2 separate regions of the Mus musculus genome follow, and region 2 is linked to region 1. Evidence: chromatin contacts called from public promoter capture Hi-C data. All regions are on one chromosome and are shown on one strand. The core of a region is the stretch at or near the end of the contact, and the rest is flanking DNA. Distances in the headings are between cores, read along the strand shown. Region 1 holds the start of Muc5b (mucin 5, subtype B, tracheobronchial). Region 2 holds the start of Ifitm10 (interferon induced transmembrane protein 10).

What was found. Capture Hi-C pulls out chosen DNA fragments and counts their contacts.
Region 2: a promoter capture Hi-C map of adipose tissue shows a contact between it and region 1. The contact joins the promoter of Ifitm10 here to the promoter of Muc5b in region 1. A contact is called at or near these places in 1 of 115 datasets of contacts at active chromatin or transcription factors (pancreatic cancer cells) and 1 of 9 other capture datasets (adipose tissue).

What each region holds. Positions count from the first base shown.
Region 1 is chr7:141,835,982-141,841,413 of GRCm38.p6, forward strand. It overlaps Muc5b (mucin 5, subtype B, tracheobronchial), which reads left to right and starts at 3,091. Exons shown (of 49, transcript NM_028801.2): 1 at 3,091-3,205; 2 at 5,348-5,419. The coding sequence starts at 3,136.
Region 2 is chr7:142,371,574-142,377,359 of GRCm38.p6, forward strand. It overlaps Ifitm10 (interferon induced transmembrane protein 10), which reads right to left and starts at 2,173. Exons shown (of 3, transcript NM_001347541.1): 1 at 2,003-2,173. The coding sequence starts at 2,005. Ctsd (cathepsin D) reads right to left here. Exons shown (of 9, transcript NM_009983.3): 6 at 5,760-5,786; 7 at 5,453-5,597; 8 at 5,260-5,358; 9 at 4,337-5,165. The coding sequence ends at 4,998.

The DNA of each region.
Region 1 (5,432 bases), core at 1,841-4,340:
GGGTACCGCCCCAGGCTCTGTGGTCAAAAACCACAGGGCTGGTTCCTGGCATAGCTGAGGCGCCCCCACACACACTCTGCACTCCAGGAGGCGGCTGGCCAGCCACCCGCTCCCCCCACCCCTGCCAAGCAGGAACAACCATGTCCCTCCTGTCCCTCTCCTCCCTGTCCACAGCTTCCAACTCCTTCAACTGTGAAGAGGTAAACTTGGAAGGCTGAGCAAACAGGCTTGGTGGCCACCACATCCGGGATGTCTCAACAGCTGCGACCCCAGCAGGCCTGTCACCCTCCGTCTGCAGAGATGAACTCAGTGCCAGAATAAAGACAGGAATTGGGTGGAAGTTGCAGCTCCTCCAGTGTAGTGTGTGGATCTATTGGGTGCCTACTATGTGCTGTCTGTGGGTGCAGATGCCACAGGTTTTTGGTGTTTTGTTTTGTTTTTCTGAGCGAGGATGGCCAGGAGTGGGCAATGTCACCTGAGCTGGGGGTGGATGAGGCTTGCTGGGCTCAGCTCAGTGAACACAGGGTGTCAGATCCCGGGCAAAGGAGAGAAACTGGTAAGGCAGCTAGCTGTCCAAGCAGTGGGGCTCTCCAGAGGTGGGAGACTGCGAGATTCTCCTTCTTATCAGTGAACTGAGTGCAACTGAACACCAGCCGTGTTCAGTTGGGCTCACAGCCCAGTCTGTGAGCACGTAGGAAAGCTGAGGAGAGCAGGTTGCAGTAGAGGCGTAGGTAAGCCACAGCTGGTGACACAGACGATCTAGGCAGGGGACATAGCCCACTCTCCAGACCATCCCTGGGTGTCCTTCAGCAGCGCCATTTAGCAGAGGAGCTGGGCATGAAAGAGAACATCTCAGACCTGAAGATCCTGGTGGGAAGCTTACACAACAAAAGTCTGACGTGCTGATACCCGACCCAGCCCAGGATGGCACCAGGTCCCTAGATAGGAACTGTAGGCCCCATCCAAGGCATGTGATATACACATGCACTGGGCATTAAGAAACTGCAGACGAGGGTGAAAATAGGTGTCAGCCTGGCAGCCAGTCTTAGTACACCCAGAAACACCTGGGGGTGGGGGTGGGATCTGACATGGCAGAGGAAATGTGAGCAGACTTCTGACATTATCATTGAGATAAAGTCTGAATAGTGTTTTTTATCCACCCTGGCTATATCCAGGGCTGCAGCTCAGCGGCATTCCCAGCTGCCCACTTTCACCACTAGAACTTTCTATCTTGCCAACAGACACTGTGTCCCCATTAAAGACACACACTTCACTCGCTGGCCTCCCATCCTGCTTTCTGTGGATTTGATAAGTGGGATATTGCAGAATTCTCTCTTTTGAAACTAGGATCCTCAAGGCCCACTCATGTTGTGATGGACAGCAGAATGCCCTCTTTATAAAAGTCTCTATGCTTGTGGTGGCACATGCATTTCATCTCAGCACTTGGGAGGCAGAGGCAGGTGGATCTCCAAGTTCCAGGCCAGCCTGGTCTACAGAGCAAGTTCTAGAACAGCCAGGGCTAGACAAAGAAACCCTACCTCAGGGAGGGGGAAGGGTCTGTGTGCTAGTCTACAGTAGGGACGGGGTGTTGTTCTCTTAGCCATTGTCCCAGGTCCAGTGCCTGGGGTACTCCCATTTTAGCAACCATGGATGGATCCACTAGATCAGGGGTGACTGTACTTGTCATTGTTTTCTAAGAGTAGACTCGCTAGGCCACATAGAGTTCTATTTTTAACTTAAGGAAGTGTCAGGCTGTTCTCTAGCAGTGGTCCCACTTGGCTGCGCGTTGACTGAGCGGGGTTCCCGCCTCCCCATGTCCTCATGGGGTACCTCCTGTGCTCTGTTGTTTGATGGCCGCTGACCTCTTGGTTCTGAAACAGTTTACAGACTTTTCACATAGACTTTTCCCTTTCCTGTTCCATCTCTAGGAATTTAGTCTCAGAAAGATAAGGATGGGGGCAGACAGGGAGGGGTTTTCGTGATACCAAAGTCACCTGAACACTGTGCCACTCCCTGACATGGCCAACCCCTAGGAACTTTCAGGGGTGGTCAGATCTGGTGTCCATTCCTGGTGGCTATAACAGAAGGAATGTGACTGTATTCTGTATGTATCTAACAGGGAAGAGAAACTTAGACGTGTGCACCCTGCTCTTTGTGGCAGTGTAGAAACGGCGTTGGTGGATATGTTCATGGTTCAGGAAATGGCTCCCCAGAACCCTCAGGAAACCCAACCAACACAATTAAGAGAGCTGAGCCCCCGGGACTCCCATTTCAGGATGGACAGTGGGTCAGGAGACTCCCGGTTATGCCCTTGCCCCACTGTCCCGCAGTTTGGGGTTTACAAGTTCCAGAGCTGAGGCCTGAGGTAGGTCCAGGGCCCTTGAGACCCTTGGTCATTTCCTTTGTCAAGGCCCAGGGTTAATAAGCTGACCCTGGGAAGAGGTGGAGTCCAACTAGAGAAGCTCATGGCCTGCCTTGGCCAAAACCAGTACTGGGCCTCATTTTCTCCATGTGCGTGAGCTCTACAGCAGACAGGAGCCCAGAGACTCATCCTTTCTCAGATTCTGTGAGGGTTCCCCTTCTCCACAGACCCTCAGAAGCTACACAGAACAGGGACCCTGCCAGGCCCATGACCATCTGGAGCATAATTTCCTGAGCCCACCCTCACAGCCTTGTTGATACTTTGGGGACCCAGTGCCTAGCACCTGGGGTCAGCTTCCCCGGCAAACACAAGCCAAGGTTGTTGTCCCTTTGCCCCTGATCCTTGTAGTGTCTAGTCTCCTAGAGGAGCTGACACAGGGCCGCCTGGCCAAATACCCACCCCATAGGCCCAGGGCTTCGAATCCAGAGTAGTCATCTCCCTACCCTGTCCACTCCCTCCCAGTTCTCAGAAGCCACAAGGGGTGGGAGCACTCTGGTGGCACAGTGATGTAAATCCTTCCTTCTCCATGGCCTCTTCCTGCCATGGCCCCTCCCCAAGAGCAAACACACGTGGCTGTGCAGGGAGTAGACCGTGCCTTACATGGCCAGGGAACTGGGCTCTGGGCCAAAGCCTTTGGCTACATAAGTCCAGGCCCCCAGGGAGCAAGTGCCTTGTCTCAGTCCCTCCTGCCTGCCCTCTGTACTGCCCCCAGGATGGGCAGCAGAAACTGGAGCTGGGCTCTGGTCTGGGCCTCCGTGGCCTTGCTCATGGTGTGGCCAGCAGGTAAGGCCGAAGCCCCTTGCCTTCTCAAAACCATCTTCCCAGAGAGATGACTTCCACCTGGGGATTTCTTCTGCTGAGGTGACAGGCACCTCTCACTGTCCCCAACATCGTGGTCCCAGGTCTTGAAGTTCTCTGGGCTCTGGATCCTGTAGCCTACACTCTAGCTATGCCAGCAGTAAGGACCTGACTTTGATGGAAGAGGTTAGGTCCTCTAAGTCTCAGGGTATGAACCCCAGTGAAAACCCGAAGACAGTCTTGGCTTTGGAAATGAATAGGAATCTGAGGTGAATGTGCAGACCACAGAGGTGTTTCTTAGTCCGAGGGACCTGTCTCCGAATTAGCAGGGACAGAGACTATAGTTAGGACAGGCCCTTCCCTTCACTGCTGGGGTCACAGGTACCGAGGTGATTGTCAAGAGCCTGGGGCCTCCGTGAAGTGGATTCTACCTCCAGGTGTTAGGGCCGGAGCCAGAACAGACCGGTAAGATACCCAAAGCCGTAGTCTGAACTAATGGCTGAGTCAGGTGGGCTGTGTGACCTCGTCAGCTGAGCTGTTTTCCCTTGCCTGTTTGCTCTTGAGAAAACCCAGAGTACTAAGACTGTCAGCAAGCAGGGCTAGACTGAATCTCCAAGTGTCGCCACCTCCCCAGGCTCTGCTCTCTAGATTAGGAGTCTGAGCAGGAGGACCCTCAGCTCCAGGTTTCCTGCATCTGTGAAAGAAGAGAGACAGTGGATGTGTGTGTGTGAGGAGGGTATCTCCAAACCCATTCTTTTAGAGCCAGAGAAGCCATAGTTGTTCCTCTTGCTTCTAGGGTTGTCTGATGGCTGCTGACTGCTCCCCTGGGCCGTATCCCCCCATAACAGGGCTCTCCCTGTGTCAGGTCCTGTCCATCAGGGTGCTGAGCCTCCCTGCTGAACAGCCAGCTCTCCTTCCCCACTAACTTCACTTGTAAAGAGCAAATTAAGCCCTGGGTTGCAGAAATGTCCTTTTGGTGACAACTGTTGGGGGTGGGGGCTGGGGGTGGGGGTGAGGTCTTCTTGTATGAATGGGTAACACACACCAAGATAATGTGTGTGTGTGTGTGGGGGGGGGTGGCTGGCTGAGAACTCTCTGGCCAAGTGGAGACTGAGGGATCTCAGCCTGAGGAAGACTGGCATAGAGCAGGAGATGGGATGAGGGTATTCTTACCCACGGGGCCCTCCAGAAGATGGCAGAGGACAGGCTGGGCCAAGCACACTTGGGAGAGGCTGTGGATCTGGGGTCAAGGATGGACAGAGGGAGTGTCCGTGCCTCTGGAGAATGCAGTCAAGCGGGGCCCTTGAGGAAGCATTAATGCACAGGACAGTCCCTGCGGTTTCCAAAGGTCAGCTGGACACGCTGGGAAAATCAAACAGGAAGCCGCGCTGCCCATGGCACTGGAGCAAGTAGCCATCTGAGCGCAGGCCTCGGGGACATGGTCCCTTACAAAGTGCTGGCCTTAAGGAGCCATCAGACTTCAGAGGCTTGAGTTGTGGAGGTTGACGCTGTCTCTAGCAGTCTAGTCCCTTGCCTCCTGGGCTTCTGGCTGTCAGTCTGTGGAGGTGGCCTTGCCCAGAGGCAGTGGACAGTCCAGGCCATTGAGAGTGGACACCCTGCACCAAGAACTGAGCTCCTCACGCTACCTGCCCTGACTCATAGGTCCAGGCTGGGGCTGTCTTCGAATCTTAGCTCTCTTTCTGTTATGCCACTTTTGGAAACTGCTAATTGTGTTTTCCCTAACAAAGCCAGCCTTTGTCTTCCAAGGACCTCAAGTCACTTCCCAGTAGATAATCACAGTTCTGATACTAATACTGCTTCCTGATTTGCTTTTTTAAAACACTGGGACCATCTTCCATATCACTGGCAAAACAAGGTTCCACTGTAGGGCGAAGGCCTGGCCTACAGCGGCCAGAACTGCTCAGGACACCTGGCTTTGGTAGTATTTACTGAAAGGGATTACAGCTGATGGGGCTGGGGTCACCAGGCCCAAGTCTGTTCAGGTTTCTATAGATTACAGGAGGGTCTTGGCCTGCAGCCAGAGCCAGCCCATGTGCCTCACACTAAGTTACAGAAGCTTCCATGGCCTGATGTCTTCCTTTGGACTTGTGTTCCCTTTTCCTGCAGAGAGCCAGGGTCAGGCAGAGCTGAGCTCAGAACATCTAGAACTCACCGGAGACAGTCAGAGAGTGTATAGTGGTACGTGGCTCAG
Region 2 (5,786 bases), core at 923-3,422, 530 kb after region 1:
CTCCCCCTCAGCACCCCGAGTGACACCCTGTTGCGATAAGCAGAGCGCCCCGCATCTCCACGCACTCAGGGCATTCAGAGCTACAGTGACACTGCCCTAGTCATTGACTGGCAGAATGAAAAGCGCTCACTGAAGCACATACACACCAAGACGCACCACACACACAATCACCAGCCCAGCTCTCCAGTCCCAGCATACTCCTGCGCCCAGACGCGCCAGGTAAACAATTGCCCACCCAGACACGCAGCGCTACACACCGCCCCACAGGCTCAGGCACATCTCCGGAGGATCCGCGCAGGTGCAGGACTACAAACTCCAAAGCCAACAGAAAGCGGCACTGGGAGACCCTAAGAGCGCACACTGTCACACAGAACCACTCACCTCCCCTCTTGTCCCCACCCCCAACCGTGCCACCAAGAGACCCACAATGACACTCTGCGAAATGGACACTTCCAAGAGACAGCTTGGCGCCGGAGCTCTGCGCCACCAGGCGCACCCGGCGCCGGTGAGGTGATAGCAAGGGGCTGTGGCTGAACTGGGTGGTCCCCAATCTGACCCCGGGCTGCAGCAGTCACCAGTACCGCTCACCTACTGGCGACTCGACGAGTGGGTCAGACCCCTGAACCTAGGAGCGCGCGTCCTTCCGCTCTCCCGCTGTCTGTCCGCTGATCGCGTCCCAGCGGCCCAACCTTGGGGGCGGGGAGCGAGCGGGGCTGGCGCCGCTGCCTCCCCCGCTGCCCGCGCGCGCTCCGCAGCGCCAGGCCGGCCGCGGCTGCAGCCAGAGCCTGACTCACGGCGGCGTCGCAGACACCTCCGCCTCCTCCCTAGGGAGGGAGGGGGCCCGCTAGCCCGGAAGCCAGGACCCCGGGGAGTCGCAAGGCTGGCACCCCTCTATCCCATGAGCTGCATGGCTCTCATATCCACCGACCACCAAGCCGCTGCTACCCCAGTCCACCTGTGCTCAAATTCTCTCGCGGGTCCTCAAGTCCCGGCAAGTCTGTCTGCTGAGCATTCCACTTTATTCCCACGGCTGACCCCCCTTCTCCCTACATTTCTTCCACCTGAACCTTGTTAGCTCCAAGACCTGTGCCTTCAGAACCCCCTTACCTAGCATCTCTTCTCCCTGCCCTGTTGAGTCCCACCTGCCATCCTCAGTCCCGTGGCGGTCCTAGCCTTTTCTCATGAGGCCCTGTCCTGGTATCAGCTTTTTAAGCCCTCACCCACCTCTTCCTTGATCTTGCCCAGCTGGGCTCCAACCTCGCTACTTGCTAAGCCCTGTCTGAGCTGCTCAAGTCTCCATCTCTAATCAGGCTTATTTTGGGAGTCTCTGGTCCCTTGAAGTCTACACACTGCAGATCATAGTTCCCACCTGACTGGGATGCAACACATCAAACCCCAGAGGGACACTCATCTCTGTTCAATCCTGTCTCCCAAGTCCCCAAGGTCAATGTTCAGGGTTGTTTTTTTTTTTTTTTTTCTCCCGAGTCCAAGTCCAGGCCCTTCACCAACAATCTTCAGAACCCTGCCCTGGGCCTCCTTTTTGAAGTCCCTGTCACCCAAGTCTGACATATGTTCTAATATGTTCATCATAACAGGGACTTGAAGGATCTGACCTGTAACAGGCTTGCCTGTCCCTGCTTCACAAGTTTTGCTCTGCCCTCAGGGACAGATGTGCTACTCAGAAGCCTGGGTCCTCTCAGACACCCCTACATTGATTTCCTTAAAGCTCGGTCTGTGTACCCCGCTCATGACCTTTCTGACCCCCATCCTGGGCCCTGACAGTGCTCGGTCCTTACACATGACTTGCTCTAAGCAATACTGTCCTCTAAGACTCAAGGCCAAGCAGTTTCTTCTCTCCCCGCCTCATCTCCTTCCCATCCTCAGTCTCTCTTGGACATTTGTCCTCAACTGATCCCCACCTCCAGAGAAGCCCCAATGGGCTTCCTTCACCATGGAGAGCCCCCAACTGCCCTCCCTCCCTCCCTCAGAACCCCTACCTCACCATGTGGGGGTGGAGTTCTCAGTAGGTCCTCTTCACCCTACCCTGAAGTTCCCCCAACTGTGTGTAAAAGCCTCGTTTTCTGCCTCCCTGGATCCCATTCTCCCTAGCTCTTCTCTGGGACCCTTTCCAGAGAGTTCCAGGGCTGCCTGGCCCCTAGACTTTCTGGTCTCCTGGAACCTTGGCTCTCTGAACCCTGAGTCTTTCTTCAAAGCCCTGTCTCCTGATTAAGCCCCGCCCCATGCCAAGTTCCTCCCTTTCCAGCCCAAACCCCACCTCTGACCCCCAGCACAGCTCATTTCTGCGTGTCAGGAATTTTCAGTGTGAAGTGGATCTTAAGTGTAGAGGAAAAAAAAAAAAAAAGAAAGAGACTCTCCTTGAGTGGGTGGAATTAATTTCCACACTGGCAAGGACCCCTCCCACCGTTTCTTGGCTTTCTTCTGGGCACTCCCTCATGGAGCCTAGCCTTGTTGGTCCAATAAGCCTGGGGGCAAGTGGGCTGTGCCAGGAAGTCAGTTTTCCTTCATCCAACCCCACCACTGCTTTGGATCCCAAGGGCCTGACAACCAAACATGCTGACACTCCCTCCCCAGCCTGTGTGCGGCTGTGTACCACCCAACTAATTACATCCATTCGCACTCCTGACAGTCTGCTTACCACACAACCTAAGTCAGGTGCTGTCCTTGGCATGTCTGGCCTGGGAGTCTCAGACTTCAGGAAGCAGAAGGGTTGGCCCTTTGGCCCTCGGGGCAGGGTCCACTCAAGGTCATTGGCAAGGTGAAGGGTGAGTTGGAATCCTCTTCCCAAGAGTCAGCTTTATGGCTCTGGAGTCAGCGTCCCAACCTTACACTTTAAGCTGGTCAGGGCAAGACTTGGGTATGGTCCAGCCTCACTAATACCCTGGTCAGGGGTTTGAGGGGAGAAACACCCACCATGAGAAAACTAGAGTAAAGCTAGCTTCCCTATCCCTGCCTGCAGCAAGGGTCTTTCTTCTTCCCAGGGCATGAAGGCTGATGTGAAGGTCACTCAGCTAAGAGACTGATGTGAACCCTGAGCTAGAGTCCGGGGTGCTCCCCGGGGCATCCCTGGGTGGTGATGGTGGCATCAGCGGCATCTGCAGAAGCAGCGGCCCCAGTATGCAGGCCTGGCAGCACAGCTCAGCCTCAGGCCTGCAGGGCAGGGAGGAGATCTGTCTCCAGCTTTGGTGCACAAGCCTTTGATAACACTAGTCTCCAGAAGCCCTGCCAGGCCCTGCGGGACTCCCTGCTCAGATTTCAGACAGAGAACACTGGGTACATGTTTACTGGCCTTCTGACAACCCTTGGTGAACATTCTCCAGAAGTAACCTAACAGGGCTCAGGTATGGGACATATTCCCCTGCCCCAAACCCTCCTACCAAAACAATGACAGCCACTGACCAGCAGGCAAAGGGTGCCAGGACAACCCCAGAAAGTGACAGAGGTCACACTTCCCTATATCCTGTACCTGTTAGTGTGGGGAAGGGGCTCTAAGATTCCAGAGCTGATTCCAAAAGGAAGCTCTACCCTACCAGTAAGCACTCGATAACTCCTACTCTATTTAAAAGCCTGCTGGTTGCCTCCACTGTTGTATTTGAAACCTGTGTTCACCCACTTCTCCCGCCCCCTGAAACCGAACCTTCTCACAGATGCTTGTAGAACAACTGTAGTCCGTGGCAGAGAGTTCTGACCTCTCATCTCCAAGACCCCAGGCAGCCGGGCAGGCTCCAACACTGGCTAGACTCAAAAAGCTGAAGACTGCTTCTTGAGCCTGGCAGAGGCCCAGGCAGGGAGACTGCCCAGGGCACCCAGGACGAGCAGATGGCTTTTCTGACCCAGGCTTAAAGGACTGACTGTTGAAAAGGGAATGTATGCAGCCCAAGATTCCCATCAAGGCTTATTCCGTTTCTTCTGGGAATAGGCTGCTTCCCTGGCAAAGCACAGCAGGTGCTGGCCTGGCCACCTCTGAAAATGATTCAACACAGGACCTAACACAGAATTCTAGGCCCGCTCCATGGCCTCCAGCCAAGGCCACATCCGGCCTGACTACTGCCTGAGGTCCCAGAACCTGCCAGTTCTAGTTCAGACTCATCTTGCCCACAAGGCCAGATAGCAAGCCAGAGCCTCAGGAGTCCCCTCTGTTCACTGGCCTGGTGCTGAAAGCCAAGTCTGGGCTCTAGCACACTCCCTACCCCCCCCCCCCCCAATATTCTCCACAGCCAGCGTGTCCCCGAATTAGCCCTCAGTAGTACTGGGTTCTACTGGTCTAGCTAGCTCCGTCGCCAAGGTCCCAATTCAGAAACAGTACAGAGCACACCAATAGAGATCAAGGCCCAAAACAACTTTATTTGTATTTCAACTTTGGCTCCCAGCTGCCTAGCCCAGGATGAGGGCAGCAGAGGCCAGCCAAAACCAGTCAGTCATCCTACCTCTACCCCAGGCTGAGGCATGCCTTCCCAGGAGGGCGGGGTCAAGCCCTAGGTAACCCCCCAGGTTCATAGTTTTGCTTCTGTCCTCTTGCTCCTTCCTGCTCACCTTCAGGCCTTTGCCAGGCCAGAGTTGGAGGGGCAGTAGAACGTGGTGCCATCCCCAAGCTGGGTGATGGGTCTGGGTCAGAGCAGGTTTCTGGGAGGGATCCTAAGACCCATTTGCCTGCTTCAGAGTACTGCCCACACAGCAAAGGGCGGCAGGACAAGACAATCCATCTCAGCAGCTATTAAACCAGTAGGGGCCTTTGAAGGCAGCCTCGTGTACTGGGTGGGCCTTGGCCTCCTTCAGACAGGCAGAGGGCAGCAATCTGAACCCAGGGTGAGGAACCACAGAACAGAACAGCTGGACAAGCTCCAGCCAGGTCTCCCCCAAGGGTCCAGCAACACTAAGCGAGTGTGACTATGTGTGAGTGGGGCAGGTGGAGGGATGGGGCTGGCTGGCTTCCTCTACTGGACTCTGATCCAGTTCCCTGACAGTGGAGAAGGAGCAAGTTAGAGTACGACAGCATTGGCAAAGCCGACCCTATTGTTGTCTCTGTCAAACACAGTGTAGTAGGAACCAATGAAGACATCGCCCAGGATCCAGAGCGGCCCACTGGGAGGGGGTATGTCCATTCCCATGAAGCCACTCAGGCAGATTGTCTTTCCACCCTGCGATACCTGTAAGGCCAGAATGGGCACATGTGATCACACGGTACCCACACTTCACTCAAGGTGTCCCGGCTTCACACTGCCACCGCCCACACCGACTCACCTTGAGTATATACTTGTCTGGGTGTAGTTCATAGTTTTTGCCTCCTAGCTTCAGGTAGACCGTGGGCAGGCTGGACACCTTCTCACAAGGAATCATATACTAAGATACACAAGAGAGAAGAATGTGGTATTGAAGGTATGGTCTCGGGAACCCTCTCTGCCTGCTGGCCAGCCCACACAGGCCAGTAGCTTACCTCACCCTGGATAAGAGGCACTGCCCCGATGGCCTTCTGCAGCTCCTTCACCTCTTCCACAGGCCCCACCAGAAGAGATGTCCCTGTGTCCACAATAGCCTCACAGCCTCCCTTGCACAGGGTCAGCTCATTGCCCACCTCCAACCTATGAGGCAAATATGTATCAGTCACTTTACCCTGTCACAGGTGAGTATAGGGCATAGCTTGTCTAGACCCTGCCTTGGAAGACACCTGCTTTTTTTGCCCAGGCTTCCCGCACATCACCCCTACATAATACTCCCAGCCCCCAGCGACACCCACGACTCACTGGTCCATGTGCACCTGCCAGTAGGCC